Regions from separate parts of the Sus scrofa genome. Here region 2 is linked to region 1. Evidence: chromatin contacts called from public HiChIP or PLAC-seq data. All regions are on one chromosome and are shown on one strand. The core of a region is the stretch at or near the end of the contact, and the rest is flanking DNA. Distances in the headings are between cores, read along the strand shown. Region 1 holds the start of CLN8 (CLN8, transmembrane ER and ERGIC protein). Region 2 holds the start of ARHGEF10 (rho guanine nucleotide exchange factor 10).

What was found. HiChIP or PLAC-seq counts read pairs in DNA pulled down with a chosen protein or histone mark.
Region 2: a contact with region 1 is called in an H3K27ac HiChIP or PLAC-seq map of skeletal muscle, with 2.8 times the contacts expected there. The contact joins the promoter of ARHGEF10 here to the promoter of CLN8 in region 1. A contact is called at or near these places in 1 of 5 promoter capture datasets (fetal liver), 3 of 47 Hi-C or Micro-C datasets (embryonic fibroblasts, fetal heart ventricle and fibroblasts) and 1 of 2 datasets of contacts at active chromatin or transcription factors (skeletal muscle).

Annotation. Positions count from the first base shown.
Region 1 is chr15:33,285,714-33,292,015 of Sscrofa11.1, forward strand. It overlaps CLN8 (CLN8, transmembrane ER and ERGIC protein), which reads left to right and starts at 2,582. Exons shown (of 3, transcript NM_001244565.1): 1 at 2,582-2,806. It overlaps LOC110257074 (splicing factor, proline- and glutamine-rich-like), which reads right to left and starts at 2,615. Exons shown (of 2, transcript XM_021075674.1): 1 at 2,129-2,615; 2 at 61-264. The coding sequence starts at 2,595. The coding sequence ends at 246.
Region 2 is chr15:33,366,181-33,372,482 of Sscrofa11.1, forward strand. It overlaps ARHGEF10 (rho guanine nucleotide exchange factor 10), which reads left to right and starts at 3,913. Exons shown (of 30, transcript XM_021076496.1): 1 at 3,913-3,998.

The DNA.
Region 1 (6,302 bases), core at 1,332-3,831:
CACAGCAATGCAGGATTCGAGCCACCACAGCTCACGGCAATGCTGGATCCTTACCCCACTGAGCAAGGTCAGGGATCGAACCTGCAACCTCATGGTTCCTAGTTGGATTCATTAACCACTAAGCCAGGACAGGAACTCCATGTATTGCTTGTATAATCAGAAAAAAAGATGCCATCCCTGGCCACTTCCTCTAAAATGTGCATTCAATCCTCTTCTCCAAGACCTCAGGTGTAGAATTCCATAGCTCAGGCTCCTCTTGAGCATCTGTAGGAAGCAGGAAGCAGGAGTCACTTAACCTTACTCACAGGAACCTCCATTTCCTTATCTACGAAGTACGGGCCCGTACAGCTGAGGTGTGAGTGAGCTGCCTACTGAGAGGGCTCAGCTTGGCGGCAGCAACATGGAGTGACCTCGCTGTCAGGAAGGCCTGGAAGAGGAGGGGACAGAGCCCTGGCCAGGTGACTCAGGAGGTCAGCGACCAGGTTGCAAACACAGGTGCCTCATTTTGGGTGCTCAAAGCAGGAATCGGGGTGCATTTCATTCAGAGTCTTCTCCGTTCCATTGGGTTATTGATCACCAGTTATACCTGTAATTTTTGAAAAAATGATTGCTTTCATCACATATTTTAAAGGTAGCAGAGCAGGGAGTTCCTGTCATGGCTCAGTGGTTAACAAACCCAACTAGTATCCATGAGGATGCGGATTCGATCTCTGGCGTTGCTCAGTGGGTTAAGGATCCTGTGTTGCCTTGAGAGGTGGTCACAGACGTGGCTCAGATCTGGTGTGGCTGTGGCTGTGGCGTAGGCCGGCAGCTGCAGCTCTGATTAGACCCCTAGCCTGGGAACGTCCATATGCCGCAGGTGTGGCCCTAAAAAGACAATAAAAGAAAATAAAAATAAAAGTAGCATAGCAGAAAAATACAGTCCTTGAACATCTTAACCTAAGCTGAGAAATTTACTGCCAGCATGCTAATCAGGTCACCACTTCACCTTTCTGAGCCCAGTTCCTCATTTGAAAGGCGGACCTGGTCACAGCATGCACAGAGGACACCAAGAGTGAGGGCAATGACTGGGGAAGTGGCAGCACCTTGAGCACCAGATCTCTGTTTCTACAGGAGACTCAGGATTTAGCTGAACCTTGATGAGAATCAGAAAATCAGAAGATACAATCATTGTTGATACTTTGTTTTCAAGAGGTGTTGATAATTTAAACATCTTATTTCATCCTCAAATTCTCTTCACCACTGGGAGACTTTGGGAAGGGGAAGCAACACAAAACAAGAGTGAGTCTCCAGAGCTGTCGTTTTTAATCCAACTCAGTACATTTACTGTGTGTCTCTCATATGGTCTCCCTACACCAGGGTGGGTGTAGGGAGGAAAGAAGGCTTTCCATGTGATTTCCCGTATTTTCAGCAGATGTGTGTGAATCATGGGTGATTCCCAAGTGCTGGGGATACAGGAGTGACAGGCACATTCCCAAGTGCTGGGGATACAGGAGTGACAGGACCACATTCTCCTCCCATGCTGCTAACATTTTAATCAGAGGACACAGAAAATAGCTAAAACAAACCCATGAAAATACAAAGTGTCCAGCGGTGATAAGTTCAGGAAAGAAAGAAGATTCAGGGTGAGATCAGGGGAGGGCAGGCTGTAGGGACACGTGAGCATTAGGCTGGCCTGGGGTCAGGTCTGCATCTACTCTTCACACCTGAGGTCGGAGCTCAAGCAGGTAGTTTCAGCTGGTGGATGTGGAGCCCCGGGCTCTCTGAGTCAGGCCTGGAGAGGGTGCTCCTGGCTGTCTGGATCCTGGCACCTACACCCACTAGTGAACTCTAGGACCCCAGCGGCACCTCGCGGGTGCCCTGCACATGGGCTATGGGCTACCCCAGGGGGGCTGGCAAGGCCTGACTGCACCGCCCACAGTACGCGCTTCACAAGCTGTCAAACAGCTAAGGCCTTTTTTACACTCTGCAGACAGGTGAGCCACGCAGCCTGCTCCGGGTGCTAATGCGGAATCCTCCCACCGTACCAGCCGGCGTTGTGATCCTTTCCGGTTCACAAATGCGGATTCTGAGCGCAGGGTTGGCGTGGTGGGAGCAAGGCTGACAGGGGCAGGAAGCGAAACTGCACCTGAGGCTCGTTCCGTGGCCCTGGGCTGGCCTCTGCAGAGGTGCGGGCTGGGTTGGACCAATGTCACCGCCGGGAAAGGGCGGCCTCCCGCGGACCTTGGCAGCCGAGCTTTCAGGGGGCTCCGTGGGGTCTCCTAGGGTCCTCCGCAGGGTCGTCCCCGCGGGCGGTGAGTTCAGAGGCGTCGCCGAACCTGGGGGCCCCGGGACCCCCGCGAGCTCTGGGTGGACTCGGAAGACTCCTTCCTGGTTTAGCACCGCTCCGGAAGGGTCGACCTGGGACGGGAGGGGTAAGTCCCGGGCCAGCTCACGGTACAGGCCAGTGAGGAGGGGCGGCGAGTGCAGATCCGGCCCCCCTCCCACAGTACAGCCCGCGCCCCCCCCGGTATGGTACAGCCCACTCCCCCCCCCGCGGCTGCGCCCTTGGTAGCGTCCGGCCGCGGTGCGTTTTTCCCCATCCCGAATGCGCATGCGCGGCGGCTTGGGCGCGGGTCGTGACCCATCTTTGTGCAGGTGGACGCTGGGCGCTGGTGGGTGTGTGAGTCTTGTCTGCTCCTCATCTTGGACCGCAGAACCCCGCGTCCTCGCGCGGAGGAGCCCCGCGTGACCACGTCTGGCCTGCGGTGCTTGGAGGCCTGGGCTGACTGTGGGCCGTGGACCGGTCCGGCCGCCCGGTCCGCAGGTGAGCGGGGCAGGGGGCGGGTCACGCCGTCTGCAGGTGAGCCGGGCAGGTTCAGGTCGGTCTGGCGCTCCGTCGACAGGTGAGCGGTGGAGCAGAGGCCAGTTCCGCCCGTGTACCGATGAGCCGCGTGGGGGCTCGATCCGAGCGGAGTGGGAGCCAGTCCGGGCCCCGGTAGCAGGGGTGCAGCCGGCTGGTCCACCTGGGAGCTCAGCCCCTTCCGAGAGTCCAGGTCTTGCACGCTGAGGGACTGGTCAACGAGCGTCTTATCCCTGATTATTAGAGCTGAGCAGTAAGTTCCTGGGGTGACTTCAGAGATGTTCACTGCAGAGTGGTCTGTGCACAGACTCCCTCGAGAAGAGGGTTTACAAGAGAACTGTGAACATCATGCTGAAAAGAATTAGGCGAAAGGCAGCGTGTATGTTTTTCATGAAGAAGAAAAAAAACGTAAAAGCTCACATTTGGCAAGAGGATTGACCCAGCACCCCGCCCCCCCAATATAGTAATAGTGTTTAGAGCTGGGTAGGAGGATTACTAGGTTTGAATTTTGTATTTTTATGCTGGTTTATATTTTCTGAATTTTGTTTATTGAGCATGTTGTTTCTTTAATCTTGGAAAAAATCTTTTTGAACTGACGAAGTGTAACTCTCAAAATGTTAGAAACATCTGTCCAGCTGATAAGGAGCACATGTCAGTTTGCATTATCTGACTGAGCAGGGATGCCACTGGAGAGCAATGAGCCACAGCCTTTGGGATTTTACCTTCTTTGGGCCAAGAGGAGAGCTTTTGTGTCTTGTCAGTGTTGCCAGGTTAACCTCATAGACTGAAGTCTGGGCCTGTCTCACTGTTGTCTCTCCTGGAAAGTCAAGTGAACCCTCAGGGGTTTGTAAGCAGCAATTCAGCATGACATAAAACAGCATGAGTTCTCCTCTTTTTTGGGCAATATTTCCAACTTTTGTATCAGTTTAGCCACCAGTGATCAGAAGGTGCTCATAGATGCTTCTTTGTCAGAGCTGGGGGGCCCTGGTGGCCAGGGTCACATCCTGGGGACCCTACTGCCTGGCTACTGTAGTGCCGGGGCTGACACTCTAATAAATTTCAAAAAAATCGCCTGGTCTGGTGCAATAGAAGCCACTAAACCTTATACAAAAAAGAATGAGAGGAAGTTTTTGTAAATAGATCTTATAGAAAATGGGACGTGGGGAGTCAGGGGACAAGGCCTCCCCCCCCGCCCCCCAGGGAATCACCTCCCTCATGGCCACAGTTCCTCTACCTCGACCTCCGAGGTACTGGGATGGTGAGCTTCGAAGCCACCAGGATTGAAGGAACAGCGTCATCAGTGCTCATGGGTCTGCGGCCGTGTCAGGGAAGGCAACAGTGGCCCCAGGTGACAAGAAGCCCTCAGTCTGGGGACTGGGGGGAGGCAAGCCTGCAGCAGCAGGACAGGGTGACCCCAGGGTACCCTGTGCCAGGGAAGGAGAGGGGTCTGGTCAAGGGGAGTGGGCACTGGGGCTCTGCCCTCCCACCTAGTCTGTGCTGCATCCAGAGCAGGGCCTGGCTCACCCTGGGGGTGCCACCTAGTCCAAGGCAACAGCGCCTCCGCTCGTCCCTGAAGAGCCCCCACCCAAGGCCTGGCCCTGTCCCCTCATGCCTCAGGTGGATCAGCTCACTCCTGTGTCCCGGAGACCCATGGGGACAGGTCAGACCCAGAACCTCTGTGCTGCAGCGGTGTAGGAAGGGGTGTAACCAGGAGGATTAAAACAGATGGGAATAGGGCGTGTTTATAGGGTTTAAAGGGTGACAAGTGTTGGGTTTTTATAGGGAGTTGTTTCTGTTTCTTGATGGCCCTGGGGTGGTGGTGGTGGGGTGTCCCTGCTTCTGCTCTGGCTCACCTGAGTCTTTGTTGCAGTGTTGGACCTTAATCCATCTGCATTTCTTTCTCTAGATAAGACACTAAAAGGTTAACTCTTCAGGAAGGTTACCTTGAAGTGTTGTGGACCCAGAAGCCAGGCTGAAGCTTTCTCTGTGGGGAGAATTTGAAAGGCTGGTGTTTCGTCCTGGATTTCTGGGTCCTGGGAGCAAGTCCCCCATTACTGCCTGGAATGCTTGCACCACGCCTGCTGCCCTCCCCCCTTGGTCCTTGGCTCTGCATCCCATCCTTCCACCCTCATCTCAAGCACACACTTCAGAAGCAGGCAGACCCAGATTGGGTGTCCGTGTCCTAGTTTCTCCCACGTCCTGTGCAGCCGCAGGCTGGTGAGTGGGCCCTTGTGTGCAGCCTCGCTTTTCCACTTTCCTTCCCCTCCCAGCCCCCCTGCTGCACCCCCAGGACCCCTTGTGCTGCTTAATGGAAGGCAGGGCAGTCAAGGAGGGGAGATGGAGAAGCAGGGTGTGTGCTGGTCCTTTTTCAGGGTTTATCTCCAAGATAATCAGAATTTTTTTTTAATCTGACATTAATTAATTTTTGTCTTTTTAGACCTGCACCTGTGGCATGTGGCAGTTCCCAGGCTAGGTGTCGAATTGTAGCTACAGCTGCTGGCCTACAGCACAGCCACAGCAACACGGGATCTGAGCCGCCTCTAGAGTTAGCCGCTGAGCCATGATGGCAACTCCTGACTGACATTTAAATCCAGGAATTCCTGTTGTGGTTCAGTGGTAAATAACCTGACTAGTATCCATGACAATGTGGGTTCAATCCCTGGTCTCCCTCAGTGGATCTGGCGTTACCGTGAGCTTCGGTATAGGTCACAGATGTGGCTTGGATCTAGTGTTGCCAGCAGCTGCAGTTCCAATTCAGCTCTTAGCCCAGGAACTTCCATATGTTGCAGGTGTGGCCCTAAAAAGCAAAAAAATAAAAAACTACCTGCAGCACACAGGAAGCCCCTTGCAGGCATTCAGGTGTGCCTGGTGTAGGACAAGGAGGCCACTACACCGCCCCTCCTTAGTCCCAGGACCTTCAGCAGGGGGGCTAGAGGTCATGCCTGGGCACCTGGGTGCTCCAGGGTAGTGAAGCAGGAGCCCAGAGGCAGTCCTGGCCTGGGCAGACTCCACAGTATGGGAAAACAGGCAGACCTGCAGCAATTTAATGCACCCAGACCAGAGCTCTGAGGTTTTGATCATGTTCCCCTCCAGGGCCCCACTGAGTGGCTTCTTGATTTGAGGCAAAGAACCCTGGGCTCTCATTTGTAAATTGGAAACACATTCTTCCCCATTTAATGGATCCAGTGGCCTAATTGAACGTGCCTGACACAGATGCTTCTGTTGGTAGCCCCTACCCCCCAGGTACTGATGGGTGGCGATCATCCCTGTAGTCAGGCGCTGGGCTCCTGTTTCCTTAGCGTGTAAATAGTGGATCCAGGATCAGAACCCGCTGTTCTGGTCTCGATTCTTTGGTCCCAAAGCCCTGAAGTCCGCTTAACTCCAAGCCTTCCTGAAAGGGCATCTGGACCACCCCCACCCCCCTAGGAGCTCCGATGGAGCTTTTCAGAGTGACAGGGAC
Region 2 (6,302 bases), core at 2,663-5,162, 82 kb after region 1:
ACAAATTTTAAAAAACTGATATCATGTAGATTATATTCTTACACCACAGGGAAATGAAGCTTCAGGCATAATGAAAAGAAAACTAGGAAGTCCCTTGATTTTGAAAATTTAACCTGCCTTTTTTTTTTTTTTTTTTTTTTTTTTTTGTTGTTGCTATTTCTTGGCCGCTCCCGGCATATGAGTCCAGGCTAGGGTCGAATTGGAGCTGTAGCACCAGCTACGCAGGCCACAGCACGCAGGATCGAGCCGGATCGTTAACCACTGAGCAAGGCAGGAATCGAACCGCAACTCATGTTCTACCGGATCGTACCACTGCGCCACGACGGGAACTCCTAACTGCCTTTTCTAAATATGCCACAGTCAAAGAGAATTGCAGAGGAAATTCTCTTCGTCTTCCATATCAGGGCTCACAGAAAGTGGTGACTTATCTGAAGAACCCTAGAATAAACCAGATTGGATTGGAGGCTTCAACCAGAGTTCTTTCTGCTCCAGAGCCTCACCCCAGCCCTTCCGCATTGCCCTTGCTGGTGCCCCCAGCTGGCCTTGAGGAAATGGCCCCACTCTGTGCTGCAAGGTAGGATGCTGCTGTATCAATCCCGTGATCCAACACTGCATGATTTCTTTCTTTAAATTTAAAAACAAGATGCATTTTTGAATATAATATGACTAGGGCTGTATTTTAAAAATTAGTTCAAATAAATTTTATTGTAATTGCATCGTGGCTTTGTCTTAGCATTGCTAGAATGATACGGGGTTCAGCATAATTTTTCTCTTCTCATGAGACCATTTTTATTGAAGTATAGTTAATTTACAAGGCTGGGATAATTTCTGCTGAACAACAAAGTGACCCAGTCGTATATATACACATATCCATTTTCTCCAAACAGCATGGTTTCTGAGTGAAAAATGATGGCAAAATAGTAGCCTCTCGAAATTAAGTTTTTTAAGACAAACATGTGAGCTATCTACCAGAAAGAGTAATTCAGGAGTTCCTGTCGTGGCACAGCGGAAATGAATCCGACCAGGAACCAGGAGATTGTGGGTTCAATCCCTGGCCTTCTCAGTGGGTTAAGGATCCGGTGTTGCTGTGAGCTGTGGTGTAGGTGGCAGATGCAGCTCAGATCTGGCGTTGCTGTGGCTCTGGCATAGGCCAGCAGCAACAGCTCTGATTAGACCCCTAGCCTGGGAACCTCCATGTGCCGCGGGTACAGTCCTAAAGGCAAATGACAAAAGCCACACACACACACACACACACACACAAAAAAATAGTGATTTAATTTTTTTTTTTTGCTCCTGAAAAAAAAATAAGATGGATTGAAATTATATTATGGCTTAGTGAACATTTACTTTTGCCAGATATCACACTGTGTTCTTTGCAGAGTTCTCCCTTTTAAACTTATCTATGATGTAGATATTATTAGTCCTATTTTCTAGATGGTGAGACGGAAGCTCAGACATTGTGTAAGCCACACAGGACTTTACTAGTGTTAGAAGCCAAAACAGGATCCCCACATCGACTCCAAATCCCTCGTTTAATCCACACACGGTATTATTTCCCTCTCATTTCTGCTCTACTGGATCAGAAACTAACAAGTATCCAGATCTTGTTGTGTGGTGAACTAAAACTAATTCCCTTGGCCCTTCTACCTCTGGCCACCATGACTATTAGGAAAATTTGGTAGGAGAACTTTGAATAAGCTATTCAAAGACCCCTAGAGGAAAGGACCCACAATATTTTTTTCTGATATTAAAGTCACCAAGAGGAAGTATCTTCTTCAATTGACTCAGGCTTTAGTATCGTCAAGTGTGCTCTAAGGTGGGTCTGAAATAGTATTTATTCATTTATTTGGCTACACCTGTGGCAGGCAGAAAAGATCGAACCCACACCATAGTAGCTACCAGAGCCACAGCAGTGACAATGCTGGATCCTTAACCTGCTGAGCCACCAAAGAACTCCTGAAATAATATTTAAAAATAGCTCAGGAGTTCCTGCTGTGGCTTAGTGAGTTGAGGACCCGGCGTTGTCTCTGTGAGGATAAGGGTTAAAGATCTGGCATTGCCACAGGCTGTAGCAAGGTCGCAGATGCAGCTTGGATCCTGTGTTGCTGTGGCTGTGGCATAGCTCCTACTTGACCCCTAGCCTGGGAACTTCCACATGCTACAGGTGGGCCTGTAAAAAGAAAAAGAAAAAAACCCCAGCTCAGTCCATAAAATTAGCAAGTACTAACAATAAAACATTGCTAAAATATTGCTTTATCTACTATTGATTATTTCCCAACAATTGTAGACTTTGCATGTTACTATGATTTACATTAATCACAGTTTGCAGGGAAAGAACTTTACAAGGCATGGGGCTTTGCAGTCAATGTTTGAATTCACTCTGTGACATTTAGTTGCGTTGTCTTTCTCCTAGAAACCTCATGAAGGCACCTAGGTCTTAAAGATGTCTGGCAGTTCTAAAATTCTGACAATAAATTATTTATATGATTGAGAGATTTGGACAGGAGACAGGAGAAGAGCCAAGGGTGTGACTGTTTACCTTGTTGACCAGGTAACAGACAACATTCTTTGTTCAGTTTGTATTCTTCTTCTATTTTTTTTTTCTTTTTAGGCCGCACCTGCAGCACATGGAAGTTCCCAGGCTAGGGGTGGAATTGGAGCCACTGGCCTACGCCACAGCCACAGCCACACCAGATCCGAGCGGCACCTGCCTCATATGCCACACTTTGCACCTTGCGGCAACACCAGATCCTGAACCCACTGAGCTCTGCCAGGGATGGGACCTGGATTCTCATGGATACTAGTCGGGTTCTTAACCCGCCGAGCCAGAATGGGAACTCCTTGGTCTGAATTCTTGTTAAAGATGCTTTGTCTCATGTTTTGTCCTGTAAGAGAAATTATAACAATAACATGCTCCAGGCAAACAACTGCAACAGCACAGAAAGGAATTCTTGTTCAGCTTGGAAGGAACGAAGCATGTGTGTAGACTTTTAACCTCAAATAGGCTCAGAGTATAAGGATGTTTTTTAGGCCCAACTATCTTTTTTTTTTTGGTCTTTCCGGGGCACTTGGAACATGGAAGTTCCCAGGCTAGGGCTCTAATCGGAGCTGTAGCCTCTGGCCTACCCCACAGCCACAGCAACACTGGATCAGAGCTGCATCTGCGAACTACACCACAGCTCAAGGTAAGGCCAGATCCTTAACCCACTGGGCAAGGCCAGGGATCGGACCCGTGTCCTCATGGATGCTAGCCGGGTTCGCTAACCGCTGAGCCACGAAGGGAACTCCCAATTATCTTTTTTAGGATAATCTGTAATACCACTCCAAGGGCAGAACGCAGCGGGAAGCTTCCCTCTTACAGCATCACTTACTTTCTGGTTCTTACAAGATACGCAATTCTAGAACCCATGTTCACTGGAAAGGTGCCGGGAAAAATAAGCACTTTCAAAAAGCACGCAAGCTTATGTGTGAAATCATTCCATTTCCAAACTCCCAAGACTTGGCGGGTCTGAGAGCAGCTGACCTTCCGAGCAGCCAGGAACGCCCCTGCAGGCATGGCCAGCTTGCGAGGGAAGGGGTGGATGCTCTGGGGACATGGAGGGGGTGGGGGGGAGCTGGGGGTGTGGTCTGCCTGGCGCCCCCTACCCAAGGGTCCGCATTCTCAGAGCTCCACCTGGAAATGTCTGCGGTACTGGGGTCCCGCGGAGCACCCCCTGCCTACGCGTGCGCAGCGGCGCCGGGCGTTGGGCTGAAGGAGGGGGCCCGGGCGGCCACGTGGCTCCGCAGGAATGCGCGGGCGCGTGGGCGGAGCGCGGCCGAGGAACGGGCGGGTGTGGGAACCAATGGGCTCCGGGTACCGTCCAGTTCGGCCAATCACGGCGTGAAGGTGGGCTGTCTCCTTGGTGGGGGGGGCAGGGGAGCATCCCTGGGCGGCGGACGCGGGGCGGGAGAGGGGCGCTCGGAGGGACGGCAGACTGGGGTCCCGTCCGGGCTGCAGGGTAAGTGCGGACACGGGATGGTCTGGGGGCGGAGAGGGGTCCTGCGGGGTGAGAGCGGGCTGGGAATGGATGGTAGTCCTTGATCGGCCCCTCCAGCGAGCCTATCGCGGAGACTCGGAGATTTCTTTTTTCCTTCCAAAGTTGCACTTCTGCCCAACTCCCCCCGAACCGGCCAAATCCTGCTGCTCCGTGGAGTCCGGGCTGCCCGCCCGTCCCGGGGCTTTGCGGGACGGTGCCAGGGCCTCTCGGGGTGCTCCCTGCCCCCGGGCGCAGACAGTGCAGGTGACGTCGGCGATAACGCGAACCGCGGCGAGACCCCACCGGCTGTCAGGAGTGTGCAGGAGGGATCCCAGGCCCGGGCCTGGAGTCTGGATCAGCTCGACCCCGTGAAGCTGCTGGAGGAATAGCAACTTGGGGTGTTTGGGTGGGGACCAGAATTTTATATTTTCTTATAAAGGCAAAAGTCTGAGGCCCACCTTAGGGTGAAAATATTTATTTGCTACTTTAAAACCCTGTGCGTGTTTGCTCTCACCGCCCACCCCCCCATCATTGCTGCAGAAACTGAAGCAGGTGTACGACCAGTGGTCGCAGGTGCCTTACTGAACCCCACCTGGCAAGCCTGGCAACACTTCTTCCCTCTGGGAGACCCTCAGTTGTTACTTAAAAATCTGAGTAAATGTTCTAGCTCTTAATAGGATGTGTACATTCTGAGAAAGCAGCAGACATATTTGGTGCAGTGTAATATTCATTTCAGTTACTAGTAGTAAAAATTCTCATTAACACAAAACAATGGATTTTTAGGTTTTCTTTGGTTAAGCCACAAAAGGAAAATACTGTCAATGTTCTGGATTTTGTGCAGGAGTTAGTTATGTCCCTCCAGGTTCAATTCTTGCTTAGAAATGTATTTTGAACATCTGTTTTATAGGAAATAACTTTTGTTATCAAGGAAAGGTGAGGTGTGCTCTTTGTACAATTTTAAAATATAATTCATCCCTTAAGCTGTCACAATGCTTCCTTGATTGGCCTGGGATATGATTTAGTGGCCACATCTGCACTCAGGTGACTCAGTGAGGGACTCTTTAAAGTCAGGTGTAGACTTTCATGGTTTCCTGATTTTAGGTGTTATATGTAGTTTTCACAGGTAGAAACGTTAGCGGAGTGAAATGGGACAGAAGGGGAACACACGTGATGTAAGATGATGGGCCTCCTGGAAGTGTAGTTTAGAAAGAAGTGGGGTGGGGGGTGTTCTGGGAGCTTTGCAGTACAGAGTGGCGTTCGGGTCCAGGTAGACGTGACGGGTCTGAGAGCTGCAGCCTGGTTTCTTTCTGCAGGTGTGGGGCAGGGCCAGTGCTGGGCATGGCCTGGGACTCCTGTGTGACATGTGATGACCTTGAGCAGTAAGGCCTGGGAGAGCTGGCAAAGGACCTACTTGTCCACCACCAGTCCCCAACCATCACACCCCCTTTTTACCAACTCAGGCTCTTCAGAGATCCTCACGCTTCCCAACTTGAGGCTTTTCAAGCCTGTTTGCGTTTATTTCTTTGTGTGTGTGTGTGTACACTGTCCTTTTTTAAATTTTTTATTGATTTATTTTTTGTCTTTTTGTCCTTTTAGGGCCGCACCCACGGCATATGGAGGTTCCCAGGCTAGGGATCTAATCAGAGCTGTAGCTGCTGGCCTACGCCAGAGTCACAGCAATGCCAGATCCGAGCCGCGTCTGTGACCTACACCACAGCTCACGGTAGTGCCTGATCCTTAACCCACTGAGTGAGGCCAGGGATCGAACACGAAACCTCATGGTTCCTAGTTGGATTCCTTTCCTCTACGCCACGATGGGAACTCCTTTTTAAAATTTTTTAAAATTAAATTATAGTTGATTTATGATGTGTCAATTTCTGCTGTACAGGAAAGTGATGCAGTCATACATACATATATACATTCTTTTTCTCATATTATCTTCTATCATGGTCTATCTCAGGAGACTGGATATAGTTCCCTGTGCTGTATAGTAGGACCTCGTTGCTTATCCATTCTAAATGGAATAGTTTGCATCTACTAACCCCAAACCTTCAGTCCATCCTGCTGCCCCGCTCCTTCTTGGCAACCACAAATCTGTTCTCTATGTCTGTGAGTCTGTTTCTGTTTTGTAGGAGGTTCACTTGTGCCACATTTTAGATTCCACCTATGAGTTATATGGTATTTGTCTTTCTCTTTCTTACTTCACTTAGTATGAGAATCTCTAGTTGCATCCATGTCGCTGTGTGCACATTTTCAAAACTTTCGTTATAAAGGTGACCAGTCATG